2 separate regions of the Sus scrofa genome follow, and region 1 is linked to region 2. Evidence: chromatin contacts called from public Hi-C data. All regions are on one chromosome and are shown on one strand. Each heading gives the region's core, a stretch centred on a gene start, on an enhancer-like site or on the middle of the called end of the contact. The rest is flanking DNA. Distances are from core to core; before and after follow the strand shown.

What was found. Hi-C and Micro-C count contacts between places; a contact is called where the count stands out from the background.
Region 1: a Hi-C map of skeletal muscle shows a contact between it and region 2, with 4 times the contacts expected there. The contact joins the promoter of ADCK5 here to the promoter of GPT in region 2. A contact is called at or near these places in 2 of 5 promoter capture datasets (fetal skeletal muscle and liver), 13 of 47 Hi-C or Micro-C datasets (alveolar macrophages, blood, embryonic fibroblasts and 9 more) and 2 of 2 datasets of contacts at active chromatin or transcription factors (alveolar macrophages and skeletal muscle).

Annotation. Positions count from the first base shown.
Region 1 is chr4:408,321-412,785 of Sscrofa11.1, forward strand. ADCK5 reads right to left here and starts at 2,262. Exons shown (of 14, transcript XR_002343661.1): 1 at 2,145-2,262.
Region 2 is chr4:300,942-305,700 of Sscrofa11.1, forward strand. GPT (alanine aminotransferase 1) reads right to left here and starts at 1,557. Exons shown (of 12, transcript XM_021090479.1): 1 at 755-1,557. PPP1R16A (protein phosphatase 1 regulatory subunit 16A) reads right to left here. Exons shown (of 12, transcript XM_021090492.1): 5 at 4,709-4,759; 6 at 4,488-4,633; 7 at 3,548-3,651; 8 at 3,347-3,471; 9 at 3,132-3,257; 10 at 2,773-3,053; 11 at 2,443-2,608; 12 at 1,680-2,219. The coding sequence starts at 4,609. The coding sequence ends at 1,845.

The sequences.
Region 1 (4,465 bases), core at 1,012-3,511, 110 kb after region 2:
AGTGCTCCCCCAGATAAAGCAGAGCCCCCATCGACGCGCGCTGAACTGAAAGAGACAGTGGCTAAGCAGAGAACGAACCAAACCCACATGACCCCGGTGACGGTGCTGCTGAGCAACAGGCGGGCAAGAGACAGCGCCAGTCTGGCCCCAGATGGACGCCAGGGATGAGGCCTCTGGCTGAAGACCCCAGAGCCCCACAGGGGCCCAGGGACCCACACCAGTACCTGGCCCATTCCAATTCAGGATGCCTAGTAATTCCCCAAATATCCCCGTCACGCAGGAGACATCCCCCATGCCTATGAGGTCACGTGGCTATAAATGTGGGGCCAAGTCTGCAGCCAGACCTTCCTGGAACTAACTCAGGGGCGTTTCCACCACATCACATAAGACCCAAACCATACCCAGAGCCTGGGTGCCAGAGCGTGGCAGGAAGCAGGCAGAGAGAGCGCGCGGGGTCCCAGGACACCCTCTGGCGCCCAGCGCCTTCCCACAGGGTCACGCGCATGGCCTCCTGGGTCAGCCCAGGTTAACGTCTGCTGTCCCAGCACCCCTCACCAACGAAGCCTCCCAGTCTGGGCAAGACGAAACGGGCATCCTCCACCCGGCCTCTCCGGCTTAGTGAGTGCCCGGCCCATGCGCAGAAAGAGAGCGCTCACCTGGAACTCAGCTACAACCCATCAAGCAGCAAAGAGCTTGCGCAGCATCACACAGAAACTACGAAGCTAAAGACGCTGTGTGTGCTTTAACGCAGAATCATGAGCACCTGCACTCGTGTTTAGGCACAAGCTGAGCTGTCGGTTTTTCCACACCCTGCAGATTAGACACAGTGGGTTAGAAGGAAGAGGAAAGGTCACTGCAGATAAGCCAGCCCCCAGCAGTAACGAGCAGCTGCTGAGTCTCAAGTTGAGGCCTGACAGAGAAGCACAAGGAGGTGACAGGAACCTGGGCAGTTCCATGGCAGGTCAACAGCCTGTGCCGGAGAGGAAACCAAAACACAGAAATCTTCTCATACTCAGGAAGAGAGGGAGGCGGCAGTTGGAGCCCAGAGAGGTGGCGAAGATGAAATGAAGGCCCTGGCCTTTTCTTCGCCAAGGGCCTGCGCCCCTCTCAGCACCAGTGAGGGCTCAAGCCGACTGGGCCCTACGCCACTCACCGGTCAGGAGCCTCTCCTAATCACAACCAAAACCTGCCCGCCCACTCCCTAGGGCTGTCTGGAGGATTAAGTGGTTGCACGTGGGAAGCAGCTCTATACCCTGTAACAGACCAGCTCTGGTGTCTCTCTGCCTGAGTCTCAGCCCATAAAACAGCACGGAGCTGTTCACCGAAAGCCACAAGAGTTAATGGAAATTTGTATAAATACCTACACCTGCAAGGCGAGGATTATTAGGAAAATACAAGGCTTCTGGAAAGTTCCAAGTTGAAAAGGCTGATGAGCCCCCCTCTGTCTCTATGGGGCTAGATTCTGGGGGAAGCAGTGGGTAAGACCTGCGTGAGTGATGATAACGCGGGTTTGAAAGGCACCCAACAAGGAAAAACCCTGGATTGCCAACTGCGTCGTCAGGATCAAAGGAAGCGCGAGTTGGGAGGGCAGCCCGGGGCGGGGCAGGCAAAGCAGGGAAAGGGCTGAGAGAGGAGCCCCCCCCCCCTCCTCGGAAGCAGGAGCAGCTGTCAGCTCGGGATGATCTGGGGCGGGCTGGTGACCGGGTTAGGCTTCTCAAGGGAGCAGGTAAAAGGAAAGGCGAGGGCCCCCAGGCTGGGATTCGGACAAGTGTCAACTTCGCCGCGGGGGGGAAAGGGTCTCTGGGGAGGGGAGGGGGGATCGGAGGAAGCGGGCTTCGAGGGCTGTCCTGAGACCAGCGTCCTCGCAGAGAGCCTGGAAGGAGCAGAGGGGACCTTGGAGGCGCTGGGGAGGCAATCAGTGCGGGGCCTCCTAAGTGGTTCTGGCCTCTGCGCACCGGGGGCTGGGGCTGGTCAGGGGGTCTGGGGGGCAGAGCACCTGGAGCTGAAGGGCGCCTTCTAGAGCCCTGAGGTTCCCGCCGGGCGGGGGAGGATCTCTGGGGGCGGGGAGGGTTTAGGGGCCCGAGGGCCCGGGACAGGCGGCTCGCGGGGCCGCGGGAGGGCACCGGGAGCGCGGGGGTGCTCACAGGTCTCCACATCTCCGGGGCCGACGCGCCGCTCCGTGCCGCTCCTCTCGCCGCAGCCTCGCGCCGCCACCCAGCAGTCCCTGCGGGAGAGGGCGCGGTGCGCACGCGCACGCCGCCCCCAGGGGGCGGGCCGGACGGAAGGCCACGCCCCGAGCGCACCTGCGTCCGCGGCTGAGCAGCGCCCCCTGGCGGTCCCCGACGGCCTAGTGTTGGGCCAGGACCCGGCGGTGCACAGACGGAGGACGCAGGTGCTGGTGCTGGAGCCACAGCCAGTGCCTCGGCCGAGCAGGCCATCGGTCACTGCCGCTGGGGGCTTTTCCCACCCTCGATGGAAGCTGAGGCTCGGGAAGGTCGGCTCCCTTGTTCTCTAGGAGCTCACAGCACGGGCGGAAGCGGGGAGCAGGAGGAACCCCAAAAGGACGTCAGTGCAGAGAGAGCTGGATTCCAGGACCCGTGGGAGGCTGGGAAGGGCGCCAGTCCGGCTACAGCTCTGAGCCACGGATTAGGGCGAATCTCTTTACCTGCTCAAGCCTCGCTTTCCTCGCTGCAAAATGAGGTGGTAACTGTCAAGTTCACATAGCTCCTTGTCCCATGCAGTGTCCGATTTCAGATGAGCACCTGCTGCGTGCGGGTAGGCGGCCTGTGGTGTTGTCACTAACAAGGCCGTGAATGGTGAGCACAGGACAGGCAAGGCCCACGACAAAGCTGCCTCCCGCACTGGCCTGCCAGCCCGTCCCCGCCCTTTCCTGCCACCCTCAGTGCAGGGCAGGATGGGTACCCTCCTCGCAGAGTCTCTGCCAGCTCTTGCCTAAGCTCCCTTCTCTCACCTACTTCCCTCTCACCCCTGACAGGTAGCACCTTCTCGTCCACCTTCTCTCCTTGGGCAGCCAAGGCCCCCTTTCTGCAGTTCCACCCAGCCTCTGCACCCACTCTGCGGAACTTCAAAGGCCCATCCAGGGAGTTCCCCTCATGACTCAGCGGTTAAGGAACCATGAGGACATGAGTTCGATCCCTGGCATCGCTCAGTGGGTTAAGGATCCGGCATTGCCGTGAGCCGTGGTGTAGGTCACAGACACGGTTGGGATCTCTTGTTGCTGTGGCTGTAGCACAGGACAGCAGCTACAGCTGATTCGACCCATAGCCTGGGAACCTCCATATGCAGTGGGTGCGGCCCCCCCAAAAAAAGGCCATCCCCCAGCCAGCCATGCGCTAACCTCTGTGCGGCCCACAACCCTCGGGTGTCTGGCCCCGTGCTCCTGTGGCCTGGTTGTTTTGCAGCCGATTCCCTGGGCCTCATTTTCACCTCTGCCACACTTGCTGTACCCACCTTCACGCTGACTGACTCAGGAAGTTTCTCCTTAAAGGCTGGTCCCACCTGGTGGCCTTCCTATCAGCTCCTTCTCCTCCTCTCTGGCGCCAGGCCCTCCCCCCTTGACCCCTCCCTCTCCCACAGGGGTGCCTGCTCCTCCTGGTGTCCCTCGGCCATCTAACACGTCACCCCAGCTTCTCCAGCATGCGTCAATGTCCTGAGTCTCCTTGCTCCCAGTGTCCCCATGTGACAAAAGCTGGGGCTGTTCTGATTTGTTGCCTGCCTTGCCAGGAGGGCAGACGCGCCCTCTCATCTTCACTGCTGTGTCCCTGGTGTCCAGGCCAGGGCCTGATGAAAGTGAATCTGGAGCCCTTCCCAGGGCCAAGGTTTCTGGAAAGTTCCAAATTGCACACTTTTGGCCTCCCCACCTAACCCCATTATACTCAATGAAAGAGTCCCAGGAGATGGTGTAGGTGCAGCTGGCATGGACATGCCCCCAGGACATCTGAAAAAGGCCACAAGCAAGGTGCAAGGCAGAGGCTCAGCTGACCACGGGGCCCTCAGGTACAGACACCACTGGAGGCCTAGGACTCCAAGGGCCTGGGCTGGGGATCCGGTGGCCATTCCTGTTCACGCTCCAGAGACGAGGTATATGCTTCTCAGCCCCTAACGAACAAAGCAATGAACTCTGACCTATTCCCACGTCCAAGGACCCTGGTTCTGGCCCAGGCTCCCATCAGGGCTGGGGGCTGCAGCTCTCACTCTACAAGGCAGGGCACGGTCCCCTGGACTGAATGGGGGGTACCCACCCCTTGACTCCCTGGTGCTGCTCTATGGAGTCAAGTCCCTCAAACTTGGACGGCTGGGCCCCGAGGGCACCAAGGAAACCTCCCCCAAGTGACCACCACACCCCAGACGCGCGCTCCTCCCTTCCCCCCGCTGCCCCCCCGCCATCCAAGCACAGCTCCTGATTCTGCAGGGACCCTGTGTTCCAGGCCCTGGAATCTTCGAA
Region 2 (4,759 bases), core at 307-2,806:
ACCCCGAGGGCTTGGCACAGTAGGGCAGGGCTGAGCCCGGGAGGGAGAACGAGGCCTGGGGCCTCTGGAGATTTACCCCAGTAGGGCTCGGCCGAGGCCCAGCCCTCTCCGACCCCCCATCTTTGCTTGGGCCACCAGCCTGTCTCCCAGGTAACTGAGCCAGGCGTCAAGAATCCTGGGGCTGTCGGGGGAGGGAAGTGAGGCGATCAGACACAGGTTCCATCTGGCCCCTCCCGCGCTGGGGACCATGGCCCAGGGGCTGCGAGAGCCCCGTGGTTGGTCCTTGGTCCCCCAGCAGCACTGCAGAGCTGGAGTCTTGGGGCTGGGGTGCTGGGGGAGGAGGCAGGGCTGCTCGGAGCCTTCTCGGGGCCCTTGGACACCTCAGCTGCTCTGCGCTGCTGTCCTGCCCTTTCGCCAAACATGCCGCCAGCCTGGGGCCGCCCTTGGGGCCACACACACACACAGGGTGACCTAAGCTCCCCTTCCCTGTTGCTCCCAATTGGTGGAGAGAGTGGGAAGCAAGCCCTGATAAGCCCTCAGGGCCCCACCTCCACCAGCCCTGCAGGGAGCTGATAGGCCATGCCCAGGGGTGGCTACCCCAGCGTCAGGGTCTGACTCTGTGCTGAGGGTCAGGGAGCCGGCCCCTCCACTGAGTTGAGCTGTGGGCAGCGGGTCAGGCCTGGGAAGTGGGCTCCTTTGCTGCTGCTGCTGGCCAGAGAGGAAACACCCAGAGCTTGGGCAGCCTGCCTCTCACCTTGCACCTCCTGCTCCGCTCTGCTCAGCTCCACCTCAGGCCCCCAGGCCGCCCAGGCCTGAGCACAGGTTAATATGGGCCCGGCCCAGGCAGAGCCAGCCCCCGCCTGCCCCCTGGCAGCAGGACTGAAGTGGCAGCTGTGATGGCAAGTGGAAGTTGGGCAGCGGCACCACCCCACACTCTAAATTTAACCAGTAGCCTGTCCCCAGCCCTGCTGAGGACACCTCTCCAACCACTGATGCTCAGGCAAGGGCGGGCCTGCGGGCACCCAGCTGACCAGGCCCGTGTCCGGTGGAGAGAAGGTGACCTGAGCCCATGCCACCCAGCGCTGGTGGCTATGCCAAGTAGCCTGCCAGGGTCAGATGAGCGGCAGTGCTCCTAGCCCTCCAATGTGAGGCCCCTAAGGGGCCCCATCATCCTGACAGCGTGCCTGGTCAGCTCCCAGCCTGAGCAGCCAACTGTTGGCCTTCTTTGCCAGCCCAGGGGGCGGAAGCTGGCAGCCAGGCCTCAGGATTGGGGCTGCATGCCAGGAATGGGGGGCCCAGCCCCACCAGGGAGGTTTCTGACGCTGGCCTTGTACTGCTTTGCCCCTCTGGCTCTGGCCCAAGAGGCCTGGAAAATCGCCTTTCCCTTCCAGGCCAGGAGCCCCGCCCCTGCAGCACAGACACCCCCATCCCCGGCCCTCAAGGAGCGTCCTTCCGAAGCTCCCTGTTCCCTCAAGAAAGCCAGGAGTTCCAAAGAGGCCTCCAGGAGGCTGGGGGGCAGGGTGCAGCAAGGGCTTCCTGCCCAGAGGCCGTGGGCCTCACACCCACGCAGGGGCGGGCACCCCAGGCGAGCTGCAGCATGCACCTGCAGGCCTCCTGCGCACCCAGGCCGAGCACCGTCATGGAGACGGTGGCCCAGATGAGACACACGACAAGGCAAGTGGCAGAATGGCCCTTTATCGAGAGTCACAGGATGAAACCAGGTCTCGGCAGCCAGGTGCCTCCCGGGCACGGCCTCTGCCGCAGGTCTGCCCCTGAGGGAGGAGGCTGGCGTTCTGGCGGGGGCGTGCCTTGGGGTCCACAGGGCAGGGGCCCTGAAGCAGCCCTCACATGAGCAGACAGCACGGTCTCTTCTCCAGGGGGGCCTCCTCTGAGGGGGCTGTGAGTCTCAGCAGGGGCGGGTCTCCCCCAGCCCTGGAGCCACACTCCAGCCGGGCGGCCTCCATGTCCACAGGCGGGCCAGACTCCGTGGCCTCGGGCCCCTCAGGTGGGGGCCGCTGCAGCTTAGCTGCGGCCCGCTGGCGCTTGAGCTCAGCCAGGGTGTGGTGGGCCCTGGCCCGGACCAGGGCATCTGCGGTGGTGCCCTCCGGGGGGTTCAGCTGGTAGGAGACGCCTCGGTCCAGCCGCTTGGAGTACAGGTGCCGCCCCAGGGGGCCGCCCACTCGGCCGTTGTGCGGCCTGGCCTCCTGGACGTCCTCCTCCTGTGTGGGGAGCAGTCCCCAGAGGCCATCAGGAGGGTCTCTCCAGCCCCTGGCCCCAGGATGCATGGCACCCTGGGGCAGAAACAAGGGTGGGGGCAGCAGCTGACGCCCCGGGCACTGGTCCCGCCAGCTTCTGAGGCTGGTACGGGGTAGGACCTTGGTGCCAGGCTGCGAGGGTGGAGCCCGGGGGCGGGGTGGGGGTGGGGAGGCGGGCAGGGCTCACCCCAAGGGGTGGTGGCCTCAGCTCGGAGTCTGTCTGGCGGTCCTCATCCTCCTCGAAAGGCTCTGGGCTCGTGGGTGGTGACTGTTGCCACACGATGGCCTCTTGGGCGTGCTCCTTGCGGTACAGGCTGGTGCGCTGGGTCAGGCTCACCCGCCTCACCACCTTCCTGGGGAAGGGCAGGGGGAGGGTGGGGAGGATGCCGCCCGCCCTATGGACTCTGCCCCAAGTTCCGATGGGCACCTTGGCCTGCCAGGTGACATCAGCTGGGACAAGGCCCAGGGCAGAGCCTGCAGAGTGGGGGTGCCCAAGGGCCCTTGGGCGGGCACTCACCCCCGACTGCCGGCACTGGAGGTGCGGCGGCGCAGCAGAGAACGCTGGCGGCCCTGTGCGCGCAGGAGGGCGTCGTGCTTGTGCTTCAGCTCCAGCAGCTTGGCACGCACGTCCTCGTCCCCACACAGATCTGAGGAGGAGAGGCAGAGGATCATGGGTGCCCCCTGCCCCTCCCCCACACCGGAAGGATGAGGCTCTGGCTCACCGAGAGGCGTCTCGTCCGTCAGGGACTTGCTGTTCAGGTCGGCCCCGTGTGCCACAAGCAGCTCCACCAGGTGAACCTGTGGCCGGGAGCCCAGGTTGCTGAAGGTTCCGGAGCTGCCAGGCGCCCTCCCCCGCCGCCCCCGCCTGGCACGCACCTGGCCCCAGTAGGCCGCAGCATGCAGCGGCTCCCATCCATCCAGATCTTTGGCGCTTGGGCTGGCCCGGTGTTCCAGCAGCAGGGCAGCCACCTCACCAAACCCATTGGCTGCGGCGATGTGTAGCTGCACGAAAACCGCCTGCCCCTGAGCCTTGGCCCCAGGCCCAGCCAGCAGCCACACCCCTGCTGGGCCCCACCTGGCCACATCCTCACCAGCGTGGCCCCATGGTCCCGGGGGGCGTCGAGGTCAGCCCCCGCCTGCAGCAGGCACCGGATGTCCTCTAGCATGTGCAGCTCCGGCATGGCCCGGGCCTCCTCGATGCTGTCCTGGGTGACGCCTGCAGGGCAGGAGGCTCAGGCCAAGCACGCCCGGCACCCCTGGCCGGGTGGGTGAGTGGGCAGGGTGGCACTCACCACGGCTGGCCATGGCCGTCTCCAGGCAGTCCAGCGTCTGCTCATCCTCGCACAGGTCATAGGGCATGTTCCCATCAGTGTTAACTGCCAGGAGGTCTGCGCCGCTGCGGGGAGGATGGATGGGGTGCTGGCCACAGGCCCTTCTCCCCCAGCGAGGCCCCCAGGCCCCTCGGAGGCCTGCCCTCTCGGAGGCCCGCCCTAGGGCTGCCCTGCAGTTTCCACTCGTTCCCGGCCCCCATCTGCCCTATGACCAGGTACAGTGGGCCCACCTGCCCCTAGAGGATGCCAGGCCTCGGGGGGGCAGGGGGGAGTTGGGGGTGTGTGCCCCTTTTTGCTGCCCTGTGACGCTGCATACAGCCGCTCCCCCTGCAAAGGGGATAGACCGCCACCACCCCGCAACACCCACCACTGATGCTCCAAGGTCAGCCTGAGCCTGACTCTGACTAGAGAGGTCAGAGGGAGGGGCACTGTGCAGGGGGCACTTCGAGGTCCTGGTGGAGCGAACCACCCTCTCCGCTCACAAGAGCGGCCGTGCAGAGCCCCAGGCCTGCGCTGCCCCCCCTGCTAGTGGCCTCACCCGTGTCCAGCCTCCCCCCCGCCCCCGGGGCTGCCTCCGTCACCGCTCTGACCCGACAGTACTTCTCTGTGCAGACCCTGGGAAGGGGAGGAGGCCAGAGCTGGAGGGAGTGCCAGCAGCCTGGCAGCAGAGGACCACACTGCGCTGAGCCTGTGCTGCGTCCTCGGGGAAGGCAGCAGCTGAGGCCTCTGCCCAGGTCCTGGGCTCCAGGCCAGGGAACAGGCGGGTAAGTGGGAACACAAGAGACCAAGGGCCAAGCACATTTGCCCACAAGGAGGTACCTAAGGTTGTGCCCCCCTGGCCCAGCTGCCACCTCCCCCTGACAGAGGCCCACCCCAGCCACGCTGGTCCCAGCAGCCCTACCGAGCAATGAGCAGCTCCACCAGGTGCAGGTGGCCACAGGTGGCCGCGGCGTGCAGGGGCGTCCAGCACTCACTGTCTCGGGCGTTGACCTTGGCTCCGGCCTCGAGGAGCTGCTGCACCATCTCCCGGAAGTCATCAATGCAGCTCTACGGAGCGCACGGCCTGAGCACCAGAGGGCAGGCCGCCGCCCCTCCCTCCCCCCTGGCCCCGGAATGGCTGACCTGATGCAGGGCCGTCAGGCCGTCCTCATTGGCTAGGTCGGGGCTGACCCC